Regions from separate parts of the Sus scrofa genome. Here region 2 is linked to region 1. A link is a contact called in public HiChIP or PLAC-seq data. All regions are on one chromosome and are shown on one strand. Each heading gives the region's core, a stretch centred on a gene start, on an enhancer-like site or on the middle of the called end of the contact. The rest is flanking DNA. Distances are from core to core; before and after follow the strand shown. Region 1 holds the start of BTG3 (BTG anti-proliferation factor 3). Region 2 holds the start of C13H21orf91 (protein EURL homolog).

Region 1 (6,108 bases), core at 31-2,530:
CCCATTTTAAATATCGCACGGTGACGTCATCCTGGGACGTAGTCACCACGGCGGCTGCTCCTCAAGTTCTACTTTGTTCCACAGGCTCCTCTGCTCCCGGCGGCGCGCAGAGAACCCAAAGGAAAACCAAGCCCTGCCTTCCAGGAGTTTATAACTTTGTACTTTTCCCTCCCTTGTCACGAAAAGCTATTCGCGACCGTTTCTAGAAGCAAGTGCCCCGCGTGACAGACGTTGCCAAGGTGGAGAAAGCAGGGACCTGGCCCCGGGGCAGGGGGGCGGGAGGAGGGTTAGGGGGTGATGAGCCTTTGCCCGGCCTCCGCGGCGATACCAGGCGGGCTCTGGACCCCGGGAGCTGGGACTCCCCCGGGGCCGGGAGTTGGGGTGTGTGACCCATCAGAGCCGGTCGCTCGGCACCCCGCTTGGGCTTGGAGAGTGATAGGTGAGTAGGCATCAAGCATCTCTACCCACTCCTGGAAGAAGGGCCTGCAGCGCGTCCAACTTCTGCAATCGCGGTTTTCCCCGAGTTCAGGGCCAGGGCCCCGGGAGCCTCGTCCCCTTCCTCCCCCCGAACGGCCTGGCGGGGCTCGCCGCCCCCAGCAGGCTCCGGAGCCTCCGATGGCCCTGGGTTCGAGGACCGGGCTCCCCTCAGGCGCGACCCCTCTGACAGCAACCCGAGTCGCGGCTCCAGAAAACCCACGGACACGGAAGGGGGGTGGGGTGGGAAGGCGCCGGGCTGTCGCCCACCCCGTGCGGAAGGTAACGCGCGGTGGAAACGTGGCAGGAGCCTCGAGACGGCGTCTCCTCCGTCGCGATGCCGCTGAGGGTCCTTGCGGGCTGCCCCCCCCTCAGTCCCCAGCCCTTCCTTCGCGCCGGACCGGAGCCCATGTAAACCGGTTCGATCCCGCGCTCCTCCCGGTTCCCCCGCGCGCCGCCCGCCCGCGAGCCTTCGACGTGGCCGCAAGGGCGCCCGGACCACCCTCCTCCCGATGCCCTCAGCCCCCCCCATATCCGCCTCCACCCGGCCCGGTCTCCTCACCAATGCTGCTGCCGCCGCCGCCGCCGCTCTCGGACTACAGATTTGGCTGCCTGACCGTCTCCGGACCGAGAATCGAGGACGCCGCCTTAGCCGGCAGGCGCAGGGCGACAGGGAGCGCAGCGAGCCTAGTCCGGCGCGTGCTGCTCCCGCGTCGTCGGGCGGCGGAGCGCGCGCAGTGAGGGCGGGCGCGCGCGAGCGAACGAGCGCGGTTCTGAAGCGGCGCGCGGGGGGCTCGCGGCCCGGAAGAGGGGAGGGGCGATGACCCGGGAAAGGCTTGGCGCTGCGCGGGACCGGCTCGCGCTCCTGGGGGGAGAGGCAGGAGGCGGAGCTTGGCTGAGGCCCCGCCCCCGAGACGCGGGGCGGACAGCGACGCACTCTTCGGCTGTATAACTCGCGGCGCAGACGCTCAGTCCGACGGCTAGGTTCCCGGCGTCGGGAGCTTTCCTCCTCGGGTTGCCCTGGAGCTGAGGGCCGAGCGGTCCCTAGGCAACCCGCCCTACCTGCTGCAGCGCCTCGAGGGGTCGCATGAGCCCCTTCCCCTCGGCTGCCTGGGCCTCTGCTTCCACCTCTCGTTTCTCCTTGTTACCTTGCACCCTGACACCCTAAGGCTGGGAGGGCGAGTGCTAGACCCTCCTCTGTAGCGGTCCATCTCTCCAGACCCGGGGTTTCTGGGCGGGTTGGAGGGTGCTGGGCCATTAGACGGAAGGGAGACTGTTTTTGTGGACAGACCTTCTTCTTTGCTGTGATGATGACGAGCACGTCAACGATGCAGGCGCCCTGTGATATTTCAGTTTGTTTAGAAGTCCTAGTTGGGCCCTTCACAGTTCGGGCAGGTGGCTCCCTCAGTGCAGCGAGTGCCTCCTGTGGACTGTTGTGTCCCAGCCTGGCACTGAGTACCGTGTCTTAAACAAAGGAGGGGCTCCAGGGATGTCGGCTGAATGACACGTTCAAAGTCCAAGCGTTGTTTCCCAGACTTCTAGTCAAGGACTTCCAGATAAAGCTTAATCTCTGAGTAAATACAAAGATGGAATAGGTACATTAACTTTCTGAAGAAAAGGAGAAATATCTTTCCAATTTTTTATATTGAGTTGGCACCGCGTTATTGGTTTTGTGAAAGCACTTTAATACATCAAACAAGCCAGAAAAATACAAAATATTTCTACTATTTTTTAAAAATTAAAAAGAGTGCTAGCCTTCACTGTTTCTAGCCAAAACGTATTGTAAATTACTCAAGAACTGACTGTTCAAGTTATACATTGACCAGATATTTCACTGCCCCCTAGGTCTGGGAGCATGTTTTTGGCCCCATTCTATGAATATTTTAAATTTTTACTACTAACGGTGAGTAGAGCCTCTTTATAATTCAAAATGTCAGTTTTTTTGGTGGTAAAAAAAAAATGTTCAATTCCCAAAACAGTACAATAAACTTTACTGGTCAGTTTAAAGAAGATACTGGTACATACACCCTAGTCTATTCTAGGAGGTATGAAGATGTTTTCATTCTCAGGTTATTTTATTGATGAAGGTTTTTCTCTCTACAATATCATAAAATAGCTAGGCAGTGACAAACATTACTCAGAATTTGTGCATAAATTTCTATAGCTTTTTTTTTTTTGAAGTGCATTCCCTTTTATTTAACATTTTCTCCTTGTGAGAGATAATATTTTAACATAAAGTGACTTGTGCAGAATTTCCATAATATAGATTAGTATTTTGTATGATGTTTATAAGTCTGTCATCCACATGGTCCAGTCTTAGAGCAGTACTATGTTCAAAACACACAGGCAAATACCTGATAGCTAATTTCAAAATAACTTTTTTTTGTCTTTTGCCCTTTGTTTTTTTTTAGGGCTGCACCTGAGGCATATGGAGGTTCCTAGGCCAGGGGTCCACTTGGAGCTGTTGCTGCTGGCCTGTGCTAGAGCCACAGCAATGCCAAATCCTAGCCGTTTCTGTGACCTACACCACAGCTCAAGGCAACTGAGCAAGGCCAGGGATCAAACCCACAACCTCATGGTTCCTAGTCAGATTCATTTCCACTGTGCCACCACGGGAACTCCCAAAGTAACTTTTTAAAAATTCTCATGGTCTGGGAGTTCCCATCATGGGCAGTGGAAACTAATCTGACTAGTATCCATGAGGACACAGGTTCCATCCCTGGCCTAGCTTAGTGGGTTAAGGATCTGGTGTTGCCTTGAGCTGTGGTCGAAGATGAGGCTTGGACCTGGTGTTGCTGTGGCTGTGGCCAGCGGCTGCAGCTCCAATTCAACCCCCAGCCTGGGAACATCCATATGCCATGGGTGTGACCCTAAAAAGACCCCCCCCAAAAAAAACCCTCCAAAAAAGCTCATCCTCTGAACACTTCAAAGCAGATAAATAACAAACATATCTTAAATACCTTTCTCTTCATTCACTGTTCTCACACAAGGTAGATGCTTGTATGCCTGCCTTTCAAAATACCCTGCTCTTCTCCAACCATGGCTGTGTGCATTAGATCTTTTGCCCTAGCTTGCTTTCCTCCTGATTCAGAATCACAAAAACCCAAAGGAGTTGGTCTCAAGTCAGGACCCTCGTCTTTAGGAGGTTGGAAGAGAGGAACAGAGTTGATTCAATTACACATTAATATGTATTTTCCCTTTCACAGCTAATTTCTTTTCAACGTTATCACTATGATTGTGTGTTAATAGGTGTAGTTTGCTTTTAGCACAAGCTGTTTCTTTTGAAAACAAGCCAATCACACACATCTTGTGGTAGTATCCCAAAGTCTCAGAGACCACAACACACAATCGCCAAAATCTATGAATAGCTTCCAAAATCAGAACTTATTTTTCACTAAGTAACTCTGTAACTCTTTCAAATATGTTATTCCTTTGAACTCAGAGAAGTTCAGCATTGAAAACACTCTCATCTACTCTTTTTCAATTCACATGTCAATCCTGAATCTGAATACAAAACCATCACTTTTATAGTGGACAGAGTTCTGTCACACAACATCAGGGAAGTTGTGCAGCCTTTGAGGGCCATTGGAGGTCTACCAAGTGGGATTTAAAACCTTTTAATTCTAAAAACACTTCTATATATTTCTTCAGAAATTTCCAGGACTTTACCATTTGGCTGAATTAAAAGAAATTGAATCTACTTTCCTTGCTTCAGCTTCTTAAATACCCATAAACTTGCGGTGGTTTTAAAAAAATAAACATAAAGAAAATTTGTAATCTTCATTATTTTCTCCATTACATCATGGCAATAAAACTGACTTCAAGAATCACAACACAAACTCTCTTGATGAATGAAGCAATGGAAACTGGGCATACCAGCCTCTTATTCTGAGTTGCATTACTACATTCCCTCTTTTTTTTTTTTTTTTTTCTTTTTCTTTTTAGGGCCTCAGTTGTGGCATATGGAAATTCCTAGGCTAGGTGTCGAATTGAATCAGAGCTACAGCTGCTGCCCTACACCACAGCCACAGCAACTTGGGATCTGAGCTGCATTTGTGACCTATGTTGCAGCTCACAGCAACGCCGGATCCTTAACCCACTGAGTGAGTCCAGGGATCAAACCCACATTCTCATGGATACTAGTCAGGTGCTTAACTTGCTATGCCAGAGCAGGAACTCCTGCATTAGTTCTTAAAACCCTCCTTCCTGCCACAGCTATAGCCCATCTTTTTTGGATGAAAATGGTGTGATTAAACTTCTCAGATTCTTTATTGGGTTGGGTTCCTTTGGCAATACTCTTGTTCTTCAGACTAGCCGAGAAACAGACTTCTATTAGTAAGTAGTATATAAATTCCCATCCTTATTCAGTGTAACAAAATTGAGTGTAAATAATTAAATTCATTTAGTGAAACAACATTTATGGAAGTATTGTAAAGGAAAGAAATGCTTGAAAGAAGCACAACAGAATCAAGAAGATACATAGATGGTGAAAGAAATTTGTTTTAAGGAATTGGCTCATGTAGTTGTGGGAGCTGGCAAGTCTGAAATCTTTAGGGCAGGATGACAGGCTGGAAACTCATGCAGGAGTTGAAGTTGCAGTCTTGAATCCAGAATCCATAGGGGGGATTTTTTTGTTATAGTCTTGAGGAAGGAAAAGTATTCCTTCTACTCTGGGAAACCTCATTTTTTGCTCTTAAGGCCTTCAACTGATTGAGGCCCACCCACATCATTGAGCATAATAATCTCCTTTACTTAAAATGCACTGATTTTTTTTTCTTTTTTGGGCACACCCATGGCATATGGAAGTTCCCAGGCCAGGGATCAAATCCAAGCCAGAGCTGCATCATAACCACAGCTGCAGCAACATTGGATCCTTAACCCACTGAGCCATAGCAGGAACTCCCAAATCCATTGCTTGCAAATGTTCATCACATCTGCAAAATACCAGTCACGGCATCATCTAGACTAGTGTTTGACCAAACAACTGGACACTATAGTCAAGTTGACACCTAAGATTAACTATCACAACAACCTTCATTCAATAGTATGTCCTCAAAGGCATTACGGTAAGTACGTTTAAAATTATAAATCCCTTAGCGAACAATGTAACATATACTTTCAATAAGAAAACAAATTCCCTTGTTTTTATTTTCTTTGCTCTTTTCAGTCAATTGTGTAGTGGTCGGAAGGGTGGGGATAGAAGAGGGAAGCTTGGATGTTGATTTTCAGGTGCCCTCTTCTGCTTAATGATGTCAAATATTGGGGACGGGGGTCCACTAGAGAGAGGCGAAAGATAAACAAGTAAGTTGCGCACAATCTAGTGGAAGATAGAGACGTGAACAATCTACATTTTACAAGTTGCATTATAAATTAAGTGCCGCAAAAAGGTATAAACGTACTGGTGATGCACATATATAAAAGGGGTTGGATGTTTTTGGGGTTCCAGCTGAAAGGAAGTTTCACAGACTTGGAGGGCAGCATTGCAAAGTACAGGCAGGTGGAGAGGGAGAGGCCATAAGCCTAAGGAAATTGCTTCCGAGGCAAAGTTACTCCTTTAATGCGGCAACATCAGTTACACCACAGAGACAGCTAGAGTTAATCAAATTTACACAGCAAGTCCTGACATTTGATGGC
Region 2 (6,374 bases), core at 1,345-3,844, 180 kb after region 1:
GCTACCTGGTTGTCATGTTTCCCTCAATGTAAATACAGGTTTGCACTGGGTCATTTTTAATGCCTTTGCCCACCTAAAATTTAAATTTACATTGTAAAAGAATATATAGGGCCAACTCTTTTTCTAAAGAATGTGCATTTAGATCTTACACTCTAGCATGATTAAGGACACAGTAATTTAAATGCTACAGAAGAATCGTATTACGTCATCCCTTTGAAATTAGTTACTACATTTACTAAAGACAAAGCTATACGTATTCTACACAACCCATGGGAAATCCATGATCTTGCATCCATTACCATGTTTAGCAACTCTAATTCTTCTCAGTACAATGGCAAAACTGTCATAGCCAATATGATTTTAAATGGAAAACGAATGTCATATAATTAACTCTACATGTTTTAGTAGTCTACTGATAGTTATAATTTTGACTTTTACTACCAAGATTCTAAATATATTAATTTGGTACCTACAACAATTTCTGAAAAACAAGTCCTAATATAGAAATCTCAAGGTAGATAATCCTATTTTTTTTTCTTTGGCTGAAAGAACATTTGATATCTCCTACTTAATAAATAGAACAAGATAATGAAAATTAAAGGTCTAACAAAATCTCTCTACTGAAATGTTACAATTCAAAATTCAAATGGCAGGCAAACTTTTTCTATTGCCAGAATAGTAAGATTCTTCTTAGTGTGACTCATAAATATTTAAAAATTAGAATTTACCACAGCAACATCAAGAACATATCCCACGCATTTCTTAGGGACAAACTATGGCTATCCATAGGAACATCAACTGTACACCAACTCAAACGAATATTTTCAGTAATAGAGATTTTTTAAAAAATTACTTATAGAACTCTTTTCCATATACTCTGAAGAAATTTTAAAGGCTTTTTTAGCTTAAAAATTATTAAAAGTGTGTATAAAAGAGGTTATCTAAATTTTTTTAAATGTTTTCCAGATAAGATAGCTCTGGGGAAAAAAAGTTCTAGTTCACCTCAATTAAGTACTAGCATGTTAGGCCGAAAGAATAAAATTACACTTGCCTATCAATATGTTTGGTTACCTTAGTTCTTAATATTAAAACACACATTCACAGAGTTTGTTAAAATCTGACAACTTAAGCTCCCAAACCGGTAAAGTTTACCAATCAATACTCATACTTCATTTTTACATTATCGAAACTGTGATTAATACTGTGGGAGTTAAAAAAAAAAAAAAAAGGTTTCTCTTAAATTCACAGCTGTGTTAACTTCAGCTTCATTTCCAGAAACCCTTATCTTTAACAGATCTCCACACTACATACGTGACAAAATTTCCAACCATTCAAGAAACTTTAGTTTAACCTTATAACTAGTTCAGCATAAAGTAGTTCTGTAAAGGTCATGCCATAAAATGAATCTATACTGTATCCTTACCATCAATATTTAGTTCAAAACAAACGTGGCAGAAGGAGAGTGTTTCTTTATCTGTTCCCAGTTTACAAACACTGCAAATGTTGTCATCATTCAAATCAATGTTTACAAACTGCTCCTCTTCGTTCATAGTGTCCCTATTAAGAAACAAAAAAGGAAAGTTACACAATTTCAAGAACTCGCCATTACAGCAACATCAGGAACTTCTAGGAAGAGAGGACGCTGCTCAATTTATCTAATACAACAGCCCCATCAAACATCGCCATACTTGTACTTAAATATTTCACTTTTATTAAGTCACACTATGCCTAAGTACCTTTCTTGGTCCTGTTTTTGATTGAGGATATCTGCCAGAAAGCAGTTTTCAGGTATTCTAGTCCGCCCCCACCCCATCGCGGACGAGGCACAGAAAGAAAGAGCTTAGTAGAGAGGCCTATGCAGCTCTCAGGGTCCGCAACCTACTTCACCCTGTTAAACGTAGGGAGAACAATCCGCTCGGGACACTGCTTCGCTAACTTCGTTGTGGGAACCTGAGATGCGTTTCGCTAGCTCGGCGTGGCGAGGTTTCCTATCCTGAGATCCGAGGCAGGAAAATGCACGTGGAAAAGCGAACACTGGGGAGTGGGTCCCGCCTGTGTCCAAAGCATCCACACGGAAGGCCCGGCAGCGGCTCCGCTGTGCTGCTTGGCACGGCCGGAGGCGGGGTGGCCAGGCCAGGCCAAGGGTCCCGGAGCCTGGCAGACGGGACGGGACTGCCGTGTCCCTTCGCCCCGGGCTTCATCCCACTCAGGGAGAAAGCGTTCGAGGGCCACCGCAGCCAGTCCGCCCAGACTGGGCGCCTCGGGGAGCCGGGTTCCCTCCCGGTCTCTGGGGTTGGGGGCAAGCGGCTGACCCTCGGGGTGCCGCGGTCCCCGGACGTCTCTTTGACCGTCCGCCCTGGCGCCAGGCGCGGAATAGCGCCAGGGTCCACGGAGCTCAGAGTGCAAAGGCGGCGGGACCGCGGGGCCGGGGACCCGGGCGCAGGCGGGTCGGGGTCAGGGCAGCGGGGTCTTTACCGTCCAGCCTCGCGCGCCGCCGCAGCCGATCCGCGCGGCTCGGACTCTTCCACTATTGTTTCCGGCCGCAGCGCGGGCGGCAGCGGCAGCGAAGACGGCCGCGCACCGGCCCCGCCCCCTCCCGCCGGTGCCATCCCTCCGAGGCTCTGGGGGGGATGGAGGGGCGGCGCGGCCCAGAGGAGAGCTGCGCGCTAGCTCAGCAGCGCCGGCTGCCCCCCGCCCCCCTGCTGCACCGACGCCGAGTTCTCAACTCGGATTTTCTCCTGCTTCTGGGTCTCTGGGCTCAGGTCCCTTACCGTTCTGCGGAAGGTGGCTCCTCACACGCCCCCTCCTCGAGGCAAGTAGATAGAGGAGTCCGTTACCACCTCCCCCTTTTCGCGTAGTGGAAACTGCTGCCCCCGGGCGGGGGCCGCGGGGGGCGGGGGCAGAAAAGAGGCGAGTGTATGCGAGCGAGGGACTGAGATGCGGGTAGAACTTTGTGTGACATCGGTAGACTGGAGCAAAATAGTGTCGCTGAACTTTCAGTTATGTACCAGTTGAAGTATCTAATGAGGGAAGAGTTCATGTTTCAGGTTTCATAATTTGGAGATAATTTCAAATTCAGAACCTTATTTTTTTTACAGATTGTTATAGAAATGGGGCGCCCCTCCCCTGAAATACGGCTCATTCTTTGTACGCCCACGAGGATAATCCCGGAGCCCCACCTCTCATTTAAAAAAACTGTGGCACTTAAGATCTTTTCCGGCTTGGCTTGACATTTTATGCCATTCTTATTTTTTAAAGATTATAATTCATGTAATACTTTCACTTACATTTTCTATTGTAAACTTCAGTCTAGAGAAGAGAAAAGAGAAGAGTTCTCTCTCTCTCTCTCTCTCTTTTTTTTTTTTTTTTGGCATCCGAAAAATGACTACCAGATTATCAGTTGGTTAGAAACAGCTGGGACTTGAACACAAGGCTGCCGATGGTTATTTTCCAGAGCATCACAAATGCTCTGTATTGGTTACACTGTATCGGATACACTAACACAGAGGAAGGGGATTAGGATGTTAACCTACATGTGATTGGTGGTAGGAATGGATTCTACAGATCTTGAGAATTTCTAGATCAAATTTGCATTTGATGTAAACCATCAGTGACTAAGAGAAGTGATCTGTGTTCTTGCTACATAAAGTGTAGGAAATGAACCAGCCTCAATGGCCTCACTTTCCTGGTATCTTGTTAGAAATGTAGACGATCAAGTCTCAGCCAAGACTTCTGATCAGAACCTGCATTTTAACAGGATTCCCAGGTCTTGATTCCTGTGTACATTTGTTTGAGACGATGTAATTGAAATAGAATAGTGTGTGTGTTTTCTATTTGAATTTCACATTCTAGATCAATATGACTAAAATATCTTGTATTTTGGATTCTACTCATCTTTTCGTTGAAAGTGCTTTCTAAAATCAGTTTCCTTGTATGGAGCAAGTCTTCATTTCTTAAGGTTATCTCTTTCTGTGGCATTTACCCTTTTAATTTCCCTTAAAATTTAATTTTTTTTTTCTGCTTTTTATAGCCGCACCCAAGACATATGGAGGTTCCCAGGCGAGGGGGCGAATTGAAGTTACAGCTGCCCGCCTACACCACAGCCACAGCAACACAGGATCCGAACCACATCTGTGACCTACACTGCAGCTCACGGCAACACTGGATCCTTAACCCACTGAGGGAGGCCAGGGATCCAACCGGCAACCTCATGGTTACCAGTCGAATTCATTTCTGCTGCACCACAATGGGAACTCCCCTTAAAATTTATTTAAAATTATCCCTTTAATTTTCCTTCTTAGCTTGTTTTTTATTTTTACTTTTAAAACAGGAAAATTTTATTTCTGTAAGTTATACCGCGATGTATAAAGTTAAAAAAATACAGTCCCAGAGTTTTGTCAAATGTATACAATAGTATATCCGGCACCACAATCAAGATATAGAATATTTCTGGAGTACCTGTTGCTGCTCAGCAGTAACAAACCCGATTATATTCATGACCATGCGGTTTCCATCCCTGGCTCCGCTCAGTGGGTTAGTACTCTTGTTGCTGCCAGCTGTGGTGAAATGCAGTGTAGGTTGCAGATTGGATCTGGCATTGTTGTGCCTATGGTGTAGGCCAGCAGCTGCAGCTCCAGTTCCACTCCTAGCCTGGGAACTTGCATATGCTGCAAGTGCGGCCCTAAAAAGGAAAAAAAAAGATAGAGAAAATTTCCACAACCCCAAATTTCCCTATCCCCCTTCTCAGTCAAGGTCCCTCCCAATATCTGATCTAATTTATGTCACTAAAGGCAAGTTTACTTGCTCTAGAACTTTATGTACATGGAATTAAACAGTATGTGTTCTTTTGTGATTGACTGTTTTCAGTCAGCGTGTTTTTGAGATTCACAATGATGTTTTGTAATAGTACTTCCTTTTTTATTGCTGGATGATATTCCACAGTTTGTTTATGTATTCACTTAATTGTTTATGCATGCTTGAATTGTTTCTAGTTTAGGGACTACTATAAAGTTGCTATAAATACTAATGTAAAACTTTTTGTTTGTTTATATTTTCTTTCTCTTAGGTAAATACCTAGGAGTGGAATTGCTGAGTCATATGGTAAGTGTACACCTACTTTTAAAAGAAATTGCCAAACTGCTTTCCCAAGTGGTCGTTCCATTTTGCATTGTTAGGACTGTTTTGTCTTCTTGATGATTTGACCCTTTTATCACTATACAGCTTTTTATCTCTGGTATTATTCTCCTGAAATCTACGTTCACTGACATTAATCTCCTGCTCTCTGTGATTAGTGTTTTCATATGTATTTTTTCTCATTTTAAAATTTTTACCTCCTCTGTTTTTATATTAATGTGCTGCCTGTTTCTATTAACAGATTTTTTTTCCCCCTCCTGGGTATGAGTCATATTTTCTTGCTTCTAATGTGATATGCTTTGATTGGATACTGAACATTTTAAAGTGACTTTGTTGAGTGTGGTAGTCAGAATAGCTTCCCAAAGATGTTCACATAGTGAGGATATGTAAGTAACATAGCAAAAGAAATTTTGCAGATATAAGGGGAACTTCAGTCCTAACACTGCAAGAAACTGAATTCAGCCAAAGCACTGAATAGGTTTGGAAATTCATTCCAATACCCTGCCAACACCTTGGTTTTAGCCTTGTGAAATTCTACATGGAAGATTAAAATAACATTGAACATGAATTTCTTACTTAAGGAGATAATAACTGTGAGATAATTAATGGTATTGTTTTAAGCCATTAAATTTGTATTAATTTGTTATATCAGCATTATAAAACTAGTACATTGAATGTCTGGATTTTTAAAGAGTTTTGGGCTTTGTTTCGGGAGGGTGTTGACTCTGATGGCTTATTAAACGTTGTGAGAGTCTAGACTATCCTTTTGTTAAAAGAATTTTCTAGTCCTCTCCTTAAGGAGTGGCATAGGCTTTCTATTGTATGTCACAGGTCTTCAATGAAGTTTCTATACTCTAGTTGGGTAAAACTCAAATGATACTTTCCTTGGGAGTACCAGTAGTTCTTCAGAATATTTCCTTGGTAATTAATTTTTGCTCAGCTTCTTGGAGCTTCACCATGTACACACACAGCTTAGGTTTCAGGTGAAGACTTAAAGCATATTCTGAAACCTTCTATGTATAGTTCTTCCTTTCTAGAACTTATGATTGCAGATTGCAGACATCTCATACTCCCCAAGCTCAATCTTTGTCTCCTCAGTCCAACTTTTCTTGGATTTCCTTTGGGGACTATGGTCTGAAAATATCTCCCTAGTCATAAAACCAGGGCTCATCTCATTTGTTTCTTTGTGTTTGGGGGATCACGTTTTTGCTCTGCCTGTGTTTCAGTATCTGAAAATAGAT

What was found. HiChIP or PLAC-seq counts read pairs in DNA pulled down with a chosen protein or histone mark.
Region 2: an H3K27ac HiChIP or PLAC-seq map of skeletal muscle shows a contact between it and region 1. The contact joins the promoter of C13H21orf91 here to the promoter of BTG3 in region 1. A contact is called at or near these places in 3 of 5 promoter capture datasets (fetal liver and liver), 4 of 47 Hi-C or Micro-C datasets (heart right ventricle and liver) and 2 of 2 datasets of contacts at active chromatin or transcription factors (alveolar macrophages and skeletal muscle).

The regions. Positions count from the first base shown.
Region 1 is chr13:182,226,718-182,232,825 of Sscrofa11.1, forward strand. It overlaps BTG3 (BTG anti-proliferation factor 3), which reads right to left and starts at 1,281. Exons shown (of 5, transcript NM_001097517.1): 1 at 1,037-1,281.
Region 2 is chr13:182,406,468-182,412,841 of Sscrofa11.1, forward strand. C13H21orf91 (protein EURL homolog) reads right to left here and starts at 2,595. Exons shown (of 5, transcript XM_003483342.4): 1 at 2,476-2,595; 2 at 1,424-1,557. The coding sequence starts at 1,550. CHODL (chondrolectin) reads left to right here and starts at 2,653. Exons shown (of 10, transcript XM_013981213.2): 1 at 2,653-2,812; 2 at 5,066-5,100.